3 separate regions of the Sus scrofa genome follow, and all the other regions are linked to region 3. Evidence: chromatin contacts called from public Hi-C and HiChIP or PLAC-seq data. All regions are on one chromosome and are shown on one strand. The core of a region is the stretch at or near the end of the contact, and the rest is flanking DNA. Distances in the headings are between cores, read along the strand shown. Region 1 holds the start of MARC2 (a long non-coding RNA gene). Region 2 holds the start of HLX (H2.0-like homeobox protein). Region 3 holds the start of DUSP10 (dual specificity protein phosphatase 10).

What was found. Hi-C and Micro-C count contacts between places; a contact is called where the count stands out from the background. HiChIP or PLAC-seq counts read pairs in DNA pulled down with a chosen protein or histone mark.
Region 1: a contact with region 3 is called in a Hi-C map of liver, with 8 times the contacts expected there. The contact joins the promoter of MARC2 here to the promoter of DUSP10 in region 3. A contact is called at or near these places in 2 of 5 promoter capture datasets (fetal skeletal muscle and liver) and 1 of 47 Hi-C or Micro-C datasets (liver).
Region 2: an H3K27ac HiChIP or PLAC-seq map of skeletal muscle shows a contact between it and region 3. The contact joins the promoter of HLX here to the promoter of DUSP10 in region 3. A contact is called at or near these places in 6 of 47 Hi-C or Micro-C datasets (embryonic fibroblasts, heart right ventricle, liver and 3 more) and 1 of 2 datasets of contacts at active chromatin or transcription factors (skeletal muscle).

The regions. Positions count from the first base shown.
Region 1 is chr10:10,155,354-10,158,058 of Sscrofa11.1, reverse strand. MARC2 (a long non-coding RNA gene) reads right to left here and starts at 1,327. Exons shown (of 6, transcript XR_002336195.1): 1 at 993-1,327.
Region 2 is chr10:10,262,115-10,264,814 of Sscrofa11.1, reverse strand. It overlaps HLX (H2.0-like homeobox protein), which reads right to left and starts at 1,374. Exons shown (of 4, transcript XM_021064336.1): 1 at 1-1,374. The coding sequence starts at 57. MARC1 (mitochondrial amidoxime-reducing component 1) reads right to left here. Exons shown (of 9, transcript XR_002336192.1): 9 at 348-454.
Region 3 is chr10:10,904,418-10,907,117 of Sscrofa11.1, reverse strand. It overlaps DUSP10 (dual specificity protein phosphatase 10), which reads left to right and starts at 1,266. Exons shown (of 4, transcript XM_003130510.5): 1 at 1,266-2,213.

The DNA of each region.
Region 1 (2,705 bases), core at 78-2,577, 750 kb after region 3:
CATAAGCAGGTGTCCGCAGGCTCACCTTCGGGAGAAAATGACCAAGCATCCTCTCCTTTCTGAGGGAGGAGGCCGGCATTTCCATTCGCGAGGCCCTACCTAGGTGGGGCTTTACCGAGCTCCTCACCCAAAGACCACTCTGCCTCAGGGGGCAGGGGTCACACTGTCCCCTTAATGGCAAAGGATTATGTGCACAGTCTGTCCCCCTGCCACCTTCTGTCCCCAGCAGAAGACTTCACTCTCTCTGCTCATTTCCTTTTCAAGTGGGTCAGGCCCCGCCACCTCCTGAGGCTCCCAAAACCTTCCTTAGAACTGAAAAGTGTGAGGAGCAAGGCCCAGCAAGGTCACAGCCAATGTCCTTGAACAAGAGAGCTGCCTTCAAGGAGTTCTGGTTGTGGCTTAGTGGTAAGGAAGCTGACTAGTATCCATGAGGACCTGGGTTCGAGCCCTGGGCCCCAGCTCAGTGGGTTAAGGAGCCAGCATTGCCAGTGAGCTCTGGCGTAGCTCCCAGACATGGCTCTAATCACTGTGGCTGTGGCTGTGGCTTGACATAGGCCCACAGCTGCAGCTCCCATCTGACCCCTAGCCTGGGACCTGGGAACCTCTATATGCCTCACGTGTGGCCCTTTAAAACAAACACTTGGCTTCAGCTTTGCTCCCGTCTGTCCACGGGAGTGCCAACAACATTTGTCTCCTCATACTATCAAATCAGAAAGTTTAGCACTAGCAGGAGCCTTGGAGAGCGGATCTGTCCTATTACAGAAAAGGAAGCTCTCCTCCGGGGAGGGCCAGAGGCTTGCCCCCTCCCCTGCCTCCCCAAACCCGAACCCGACGCGAACTGGATCTTTCCAGCCGCAGGCTCAAAGCCAGAGGATCCAACAGGCGGTCCGGAAAAGCCAGGTGGCCGGCCTCCCTTCTCCTTCCCCGGGCCAGGTGCCAGCTCCCTCCCCGCAGCCCTCCGCAGCAGGGACCCGCGCTGGGCTCAGCCCTACCTGTCGCGCACGTGGCCGCAGCGCAGCCCCAGGGCCGTGCACTCGGCCTCGCTCACCGGCACCCCCTTGCACGACTTGACCGGGTAGAGCCAGAGTCTCGCCACGGTGCCCACCTGCTGCAGCCGCCGGCGCCGCCGAGGCCACGCGCGGCGCCAGGCGACGGCCCCCAGCGCCACCGCGGCCAGTCCCAGCGCGGCGACCCCGAGCCAGCGGGGCCGGGACGGCGCGGAGAGGCCGAGGCGGACCAGCGGGGACGAGCCGACGGCGCCCATGACCCGGCGACCGCGGAGCGCAGACCAGCCTGCGACTGGCGCGGGCGGGGCGCCGGGGGCTCGGGGCTGCGGGGGGCGGAGCCCGAGCTGCCCAGTCAGCGGCCTGACCCGCCTTTCTGCGCGCGCCGATGTGGCAGGACGCGCTGGGCGCCGGGGTGCCCTGCGCCCCCGCGGGGGAGCAGGAGGCCCAAAGCCAGAGGCCGCGCCGCCCCTTTGTCCCGAGAGGTCACTTTCGCTCTCCGACCCGCTCTCCCTGTCCCGCTGCTTGGCTGCGCGACGGGGCCCAGGGGACAGGACAGTCGCCTGTAGGCGGCAGAAGGGAAGATTTTCAGCGTTAGGAACTGGCAGATCGCCCGAGAACCGCACGACTTTCGGCCCACAACCCGCTCCGTGGAAGCTTCTGGGCTCTGAACAAACTCGAGTGTGGCTTCTGGCCGGTAGGGCCAAGGCGCAAGGATAACCCCCGCCTCGCCTAACACCCCCCCCCGCCCCATGCACACACACACACACACACACACACACACACACACACACACACACACTAAAATCTCTGCCCCAGAAAGCTCGAAGCTGCCAGATTGCAGGGATGGTTCCTGCCAGCGTCTGAAGCCAAGCCCCTGGCCCGCTCCCCACTTACTCCCCACCGTGAACCGTCCCGCGGTCCCTTCCGCGTGTGTGTGTGTGTCCTACAACTCTGCCATACCTCCGGTCTCGGGCCTCCGCGGATGGGCCCCCTGCAGGCACACCTGGCCCGCCCCCACCTCCACTGCTCTCCACGTGTCAGTTCCCACCAGACACCCCCCCCCCATTCACCCTTTAGACCCACTGAGGTCTGGGCTCCTGGAAACCGAGCTCAGTTCTTCCCCTGCTTCTCAGTAGTCACCGAGAAAAATCTGTTTTTACTGCTTTAACGAAAATCCAGCTTGGGATCTCTTTCCCCCTCCATTTAAGCAGATTCTTTGTGAACCAAGTGGATTCTTGGCTAAGTGAAGGTGTGAGGTCATTTGTTTATTTTTCAGGGATTGTCCCTTAACCTGTGGCACCATTCTAGGAGAGTTTAAGGAGGCAAGAGGTGGGCCATCGCCCTGGGTCCTGATTGGTCATCTACAGAAAGCTGCTCTGGGCTGGGAGGAGAAGGGCGGGCAGGGCTGGGATCCAGATCTTTGGGAAAAGCGAAAATTGAACTCTCCCTGCAACTGAGAGTTCCCCTGTGTGGGGTAGTGGGTTAAGGATCCCATGAGGTCGCTGTGGTGGCAAGAGTTTGACCCCTCACCTGAGACCTTCCATGTGCCCTGGCCGGGTTCCAAAAATATATAGATATGGATATAGATAAGGATCCATCTCCGCATGAGCAGAGCCTGTTTGAAGTCTTAGGCCGGTGGGCTCTGCCTCTTCACTGAACACATGATGCTCAGCAGCCAAGACCTGGTTCCTTTCTCAG
Region 2 (2,700 bases), core at 125-2,624, 640 kb after region 3:
GGCCGACCAGAGGCTGAAGTTGGGCGCGTAGAAGGGAGCCAGCCCCGCGGCGAACATCCTGGCGGGGTGAGGCCAGCGGCCGCTGCGGCCTGCCGGGGCCGAGTGGGTGAGTGGGTTCGCGGAGAGGGGCGCGCTAAGTCCAGGAGGGGGCGGCAGCCCAGCCGGGGTCGATCCACTTACACTTCTCGGTCCGAACTGAAGCGAAGCCAGGGAGCCCTAGCGCCACCGACGGAGGAGGCGAGGCCCGGATCCCAGCCGGTCACAGCCTCGGGCCCTGGCCTCACTTTAAAGGCGGCTCGGCGCCCGCGCTCCCCGCGGGCTGGAGGCGAGCGAGGGGCGCTCGGGCGGCTGGGCGGGCGGGTGCGCGGCTCCGCACACGCCAGGGAAGCCAGGGAAGCCAGGGAAGCCAGGGAGACGGGGCCGGGCACCGAAAGAAACAGCCAAACAGCTAAGGCTTGAGAAATAAATTTAAAACAACAACAATAATAATCCGTTAGTTTAAAAAAAAAAAGTAATAAGAGGGGAAAAAAAAGAAAAAAAAAAACTCCTCTCTAAAAACTCCCAAAGTTTTGGCAGGAGCTTTCGAGTCAGACCCAGGGTAGGACCTCGATCAGGGCGTTCATTGGCCATGCTGGTGACCAATGGGAGCGGGGAGTGGAGGGGAACTGGGTAAGGGGGCGTGGCCCGCCCCCTCGGCCACGCCCCAGCCACGCCAAACTGTTTGCTGCTGCCGCGTGGGTTGAGCCCAGTCGGGCGTCCTTCTCCGAAGAGTACGATCCGGGACCGACCGAGGTTCCAGGGTGTTCTAACCTTCAGCTACGGCAGCTCCGAACCGGCGCCAGGTGTGGAGAGTTGGTCACAGCGCTCCTGGAGCGCTCGCCTAGGGAAGCTGGTGCTCCCCTAAATTAACGCGGGTGCAAGGCCCGCCTCCTGGGACTCTGGGGGCGCCCTAGGTTTCCCAACTCTTTACTTAAGTGGGGCCTGATTTTCTCCACTCGGCCTTTATCCCGAGAGTCATTGTCCCCTACAAGGCTCCATCTTTTATGAGTTCCCGCCCCTACGCTGCCCTGCCCTGAGCTCTCGCGCGGGATTGCTGCGGCACTGGGTCAGCCCCACCCAAGTCAGCCCCGCGTCCGCTCCTCTGCCTCGGAGATCCTCTGGGAAGAGAGGAGGGGCGGCCACAAATTAGCTTTATTCCGAGCTGTCACGCACTGACAATTTGAATGAGTAACTTTTCAAACAAAATAAGATGGATGTCTACGAACGTCTCCCTCGGACGCGGCCAAACCTTCCCCCAGCCTAAGAGACAACAAAACAGGCCGCCGTCCGAAACAGGGAGAGCGGCACGCGCGGTCCGCTCCTCTGCAGTACCTTGTAGGAAATGTCACCCTACCTCCTCCTCTGCCACATCCCCGATCACGTGGGGTCTGTAGTTTTGCAAGTGCCCACGAGAGCAGATTTCCTTGGGGTTAAATACTGCTCCCAATCCCGTGGCTGTTTCCCCACAGGGCCTGGTCGCAGGAGAAGCTGCAGTGGTGGCCGAGGTCTTCCACTCGTACTTGGGGTCTTCAGAGCGCAGAGCGCGTGTAGTGGGGGGTTTTCTGCAGCATCAACATCTCTATTTTAAGAATTCGTTCTCTTTTAAATTATAGTCCTAACGGGTTTCCCCACCCCTCTCCCAAACAAACCACAGGCCACCCAGATGAGCTTTTCTTGCACATTTTCAGGAAGAAAATAAAATAATAACAATAATGAAACCACGAAAGCTTTTGTTTTCGATTGTCCTAATAAGCATCTTCTAACAGAACTTCCGCACCTCTGTGGCATTTTTTAAAAGTTCATTTCAGTTAACAGGTCTTACCAAAGAGAAACCCAGAAAGGCAAATGACTTTACTGTGCCTCTCTCGAGTCCAGAATTTGGGCTAGTTCATTTCTAGTGGTTTCTAGCCTCGGGTTGCAGATGCTGTCATCTTAAGCTTTTGACTTTCTCCCGGAAAGTATCAATCACGAATCAATCACTTCTGACCAGCCAGCACTGAAAACAAGCACACCCTCCACCCAACACCCACCCCACCCAGCCTCTGTCTCTCTCTCTACCTCTTTTACTAAAGGGGTTTCTTGCCCAGCTCTCGGCAGCCGGGACAGAGGTGTCAGCAGAGGTGGAAAGAAATGATGGATCTGCTGCTGCACTAGCACCTGGGGTGGGAGAGGCGCCCAGGGGCAATGAGGCCAACAAGGATGTATAAGGCCTTCTGAGTCGTTGGACCCGCCCTCAAAAGCTCCAGCGCCGGCAATAGATGCAAAGGCTGTGGATTCCAGCGAGCCTTGGGTCCGAGGGCGCTGCCTCTGCAGAACTTGGCAGCCCTGGGGGAAAGTCGCTAGCGCCAGCCAGCGTAGATCTGGTGGCCTTAAGCCCTCTCTTCCTCCTTTTTCTGGTGTCACTTCCAATTCCGTTGCAAACATCAAACCTTGGCCTAAGCATGAATTCACTGTACCAAACGGGCCGCATTTAGGCCTCGCCCCAGGCAGCCGGCCCCAAAATGAGACGCGATCCTGTGGGTGGGCACAGGGTGCAGATCGGGCTGGAAGGCGAGCCCTCTGGGTTTCCAGCTGGGCCCACCACCGCATCTGCAGCATTTCAAGGCCTGAGCACGGGGCGGGAGGGGAGAAAACTAGGCCCCAAGGGCGCGTTTCCGCCCC
Region 3 (2,700 bases), core at 17-2,516:
GAAATTACCTAGAACCCACCTTTGCTGGGCAGCACCAGCTGAAATGGTGTGCCCCAACCACTCACTAGCTCACTAGTTATTAAGGGGTAGAGTGTATGTGTTGGTGTGTGGGCAGAGTAGGATACAAAAACCCTTTCCTATTTAAGATGACTGCATGCACTTACTTCAGACTGAAACACTTGTGAAACCTGGACTGTGTGTAAATATATATATATCTATATAAAATAGATATAGTTATAGCTAGGAGGGGAGGGGAGAGGAGGGGGGAGAAGAGAAGAGAGAGATATGGAAAGCAATCTCTCAGCTCACTGAGCATAGCTGGCCATCAGGCCAGGGTTTGGCATCTTCAGATTTCAGATCTGCACTTGAAGCAAAGACATGAATATGTCGTCGCTGCCACTTAGCTTGATTTTTAGCCCTTAAGCCTGATATCTTCAGACACCTTCAGCCTGGTAAGAGAGAAAATCATAGCCAAATATTCTATAGTGCTCATAATGTATTACTCCATCGTAATCATTTCTTTCACCTCCTCCCGCCCCGCCTCTCTGAGACTGGAGAGGGATGCGCGGGTGGGGTGGGGTGGGAGCTCTCTTTCTTTAGAGTTCTTTCACGCAAACTCCGCTCAGTTCCTCTCGTCATCTTCACTTCTTTGCATATCCCAAGACTTTAGTGCATGTTTTCCTGACCGTGCGCAGGCCAGCTCGCCTCCACCGCTTCCCATCTTTGGCTCCGCCGCGCTCCTCGGCCGCCGACCATTCCTGCGGCGGCGAAAGTCGGGAGAACCCAGGGGGCGGCGGCGCCTCCATGCGCTCCGCGGTCCACACTCAGTCTGCGTATATACACCCAACCCCGGCCCTTTTCCGCCAGCCGCGGCTGTTCTAGAAGCGCCAGGCTGGCGGTCCTTGGCACGCCAGCGGCCCTTCGGGGTGGCGGGCGAATGCGAGGCGCGCGGGGAAGGCGGGCTGCAGGCCAGTGACCCGCGCGCGGTTCTGCGGGGCGCAGCGCCCGGACTCCTGGGGTCCGGGTGGGAGGAGGGCGCGGGCGGCCTGAGGAAAGGCGCGGGCGCCAGGCGAGTCCCCAGACGCCGGGCCTAGGGGGTGGCACCCGTGCCTCCTCTTTAGGGCGAGCCCCCTGTGGCTTCCGGCCCAAGCCACCGCCTCCGCGCAGCCCTCCGCAGCGTTGCCTTAGGGCTCTGTGTCGAGCCCTGGGAGGCAGGCGGGGGAAGCGGGGGCGTGACCGGGGCACAGATGTAGACGAGCCAGAGGGCGCCGCGCCATCGCCGCGCAGGGTAGCAGGGCAGCCGGAGGGGCAGCGACATCTGCGGGCGGGCGGCCGATGCTTCCTGGCTGCTCGGGGCCGAGCGGGGCGGCCTCGAGCACTGCCACTGGACGGACGGACAGTTCACCAGCAGCGCTGGAGCCCGGGTGCCCAGCGCATGGCCCCGGGCACGGAAGAGGCGACGCCCCAGGCTGCGCGCTCAAGTCCTTGGCGGGTGGGTGCATTGGCGATGTCGTTGAATCCTGGGTTTATCGAGTCACCTCGAACGAATCGGAGAACCCGTTTTTCCCAGTGGGGACAGTGATCATTCTCGTTGCCTCTTGCCTTAAGAAAGTTACTCCAACACATTTGCTCATCCGTCCAGAGTAAGAAGGGAATATAAATTGCGTGGTTTGTTCCCGGGTGAGGAGGTGTACGAGGATCCCGCCAAGCGGGCAGAGCCAGTTTTAATCGAAGCGGCGAGTCTAGCCCATTGACAATTCAGCCCTGGAAAGGGTTAACTGCATCCTGCTGGTTTGGTTTACATGTAAATAGAGAGCAGCTGCTCCGCGCGGGCCCCAGTTGGCCCTTTTAAGTTTTTGATTGGTTGCCAATGACATCACCGCCCGTGTTCTAACACTGCTGGCCCGAAGAGGCGTCGGATAAACCCTCCTTAAACAGACAAAGCCACGCCCAGGACCCGCCCCCTTCGGGCGCCCATTGGCCACGGGTTGCGGCGAAGTATCGGTCCGCTTTCTCCGGGTTCCTATTGGACCGACGCACCGTCGGTCGGCAGCCGGCCCGCCCTCTCAGAACCTTACATTTACAGTGTAGCAAAAGAGAAAGTAACTATGTTGCTGCTGGAGATCAATGAAGCCAAGTGAATGAGGGCTGAATGCGCGAATCCGTAGCTGAAGCTGAGCGCCAGATGGTGGAGGGTTACACTTATTTATGAAGTAAGTGGAAGTCACCGCGGCTCCTCCTGAGAGCCCAGGAGTGTAAGGTGGTGTAAGTGTGAATGTGTGTGTGTGTTGCGATGCTCACCGAGGAGCCCCAGCAGGTGAGGTTGAAGGGTTCTGGCTGTTGGCTCACGCTGCCCTGTGCGTTTACTCTCTCTGCAGTTTACTCGGATTGGGGGTGAAGAAAAAATGAGGTTCGTTGGGATGCTTTGCGGCGGTTTTAAACGTCTGGGGCTTGTTAGTGCGCTGTGTTGCGAAGGGGGTGTTAATTGCCCCTGGAGTGGCGAAGGAGCATTCTCTAACCACTTAATTTTCTTTCCAGCCTCTGACTTGAGGTGGAAGGACGAGTAGCGAGGGAGAAGGGATAGCTCAGTGTTTCTCGGCAGGTTTCCTGGGCCAGTCTGGGTGGTGTCTCAGGCCATATATACGCCCGACCCTCTGCTGCAGAGATGCAGATCTCTTCACTCCGTGCGTGTGTGTGTGT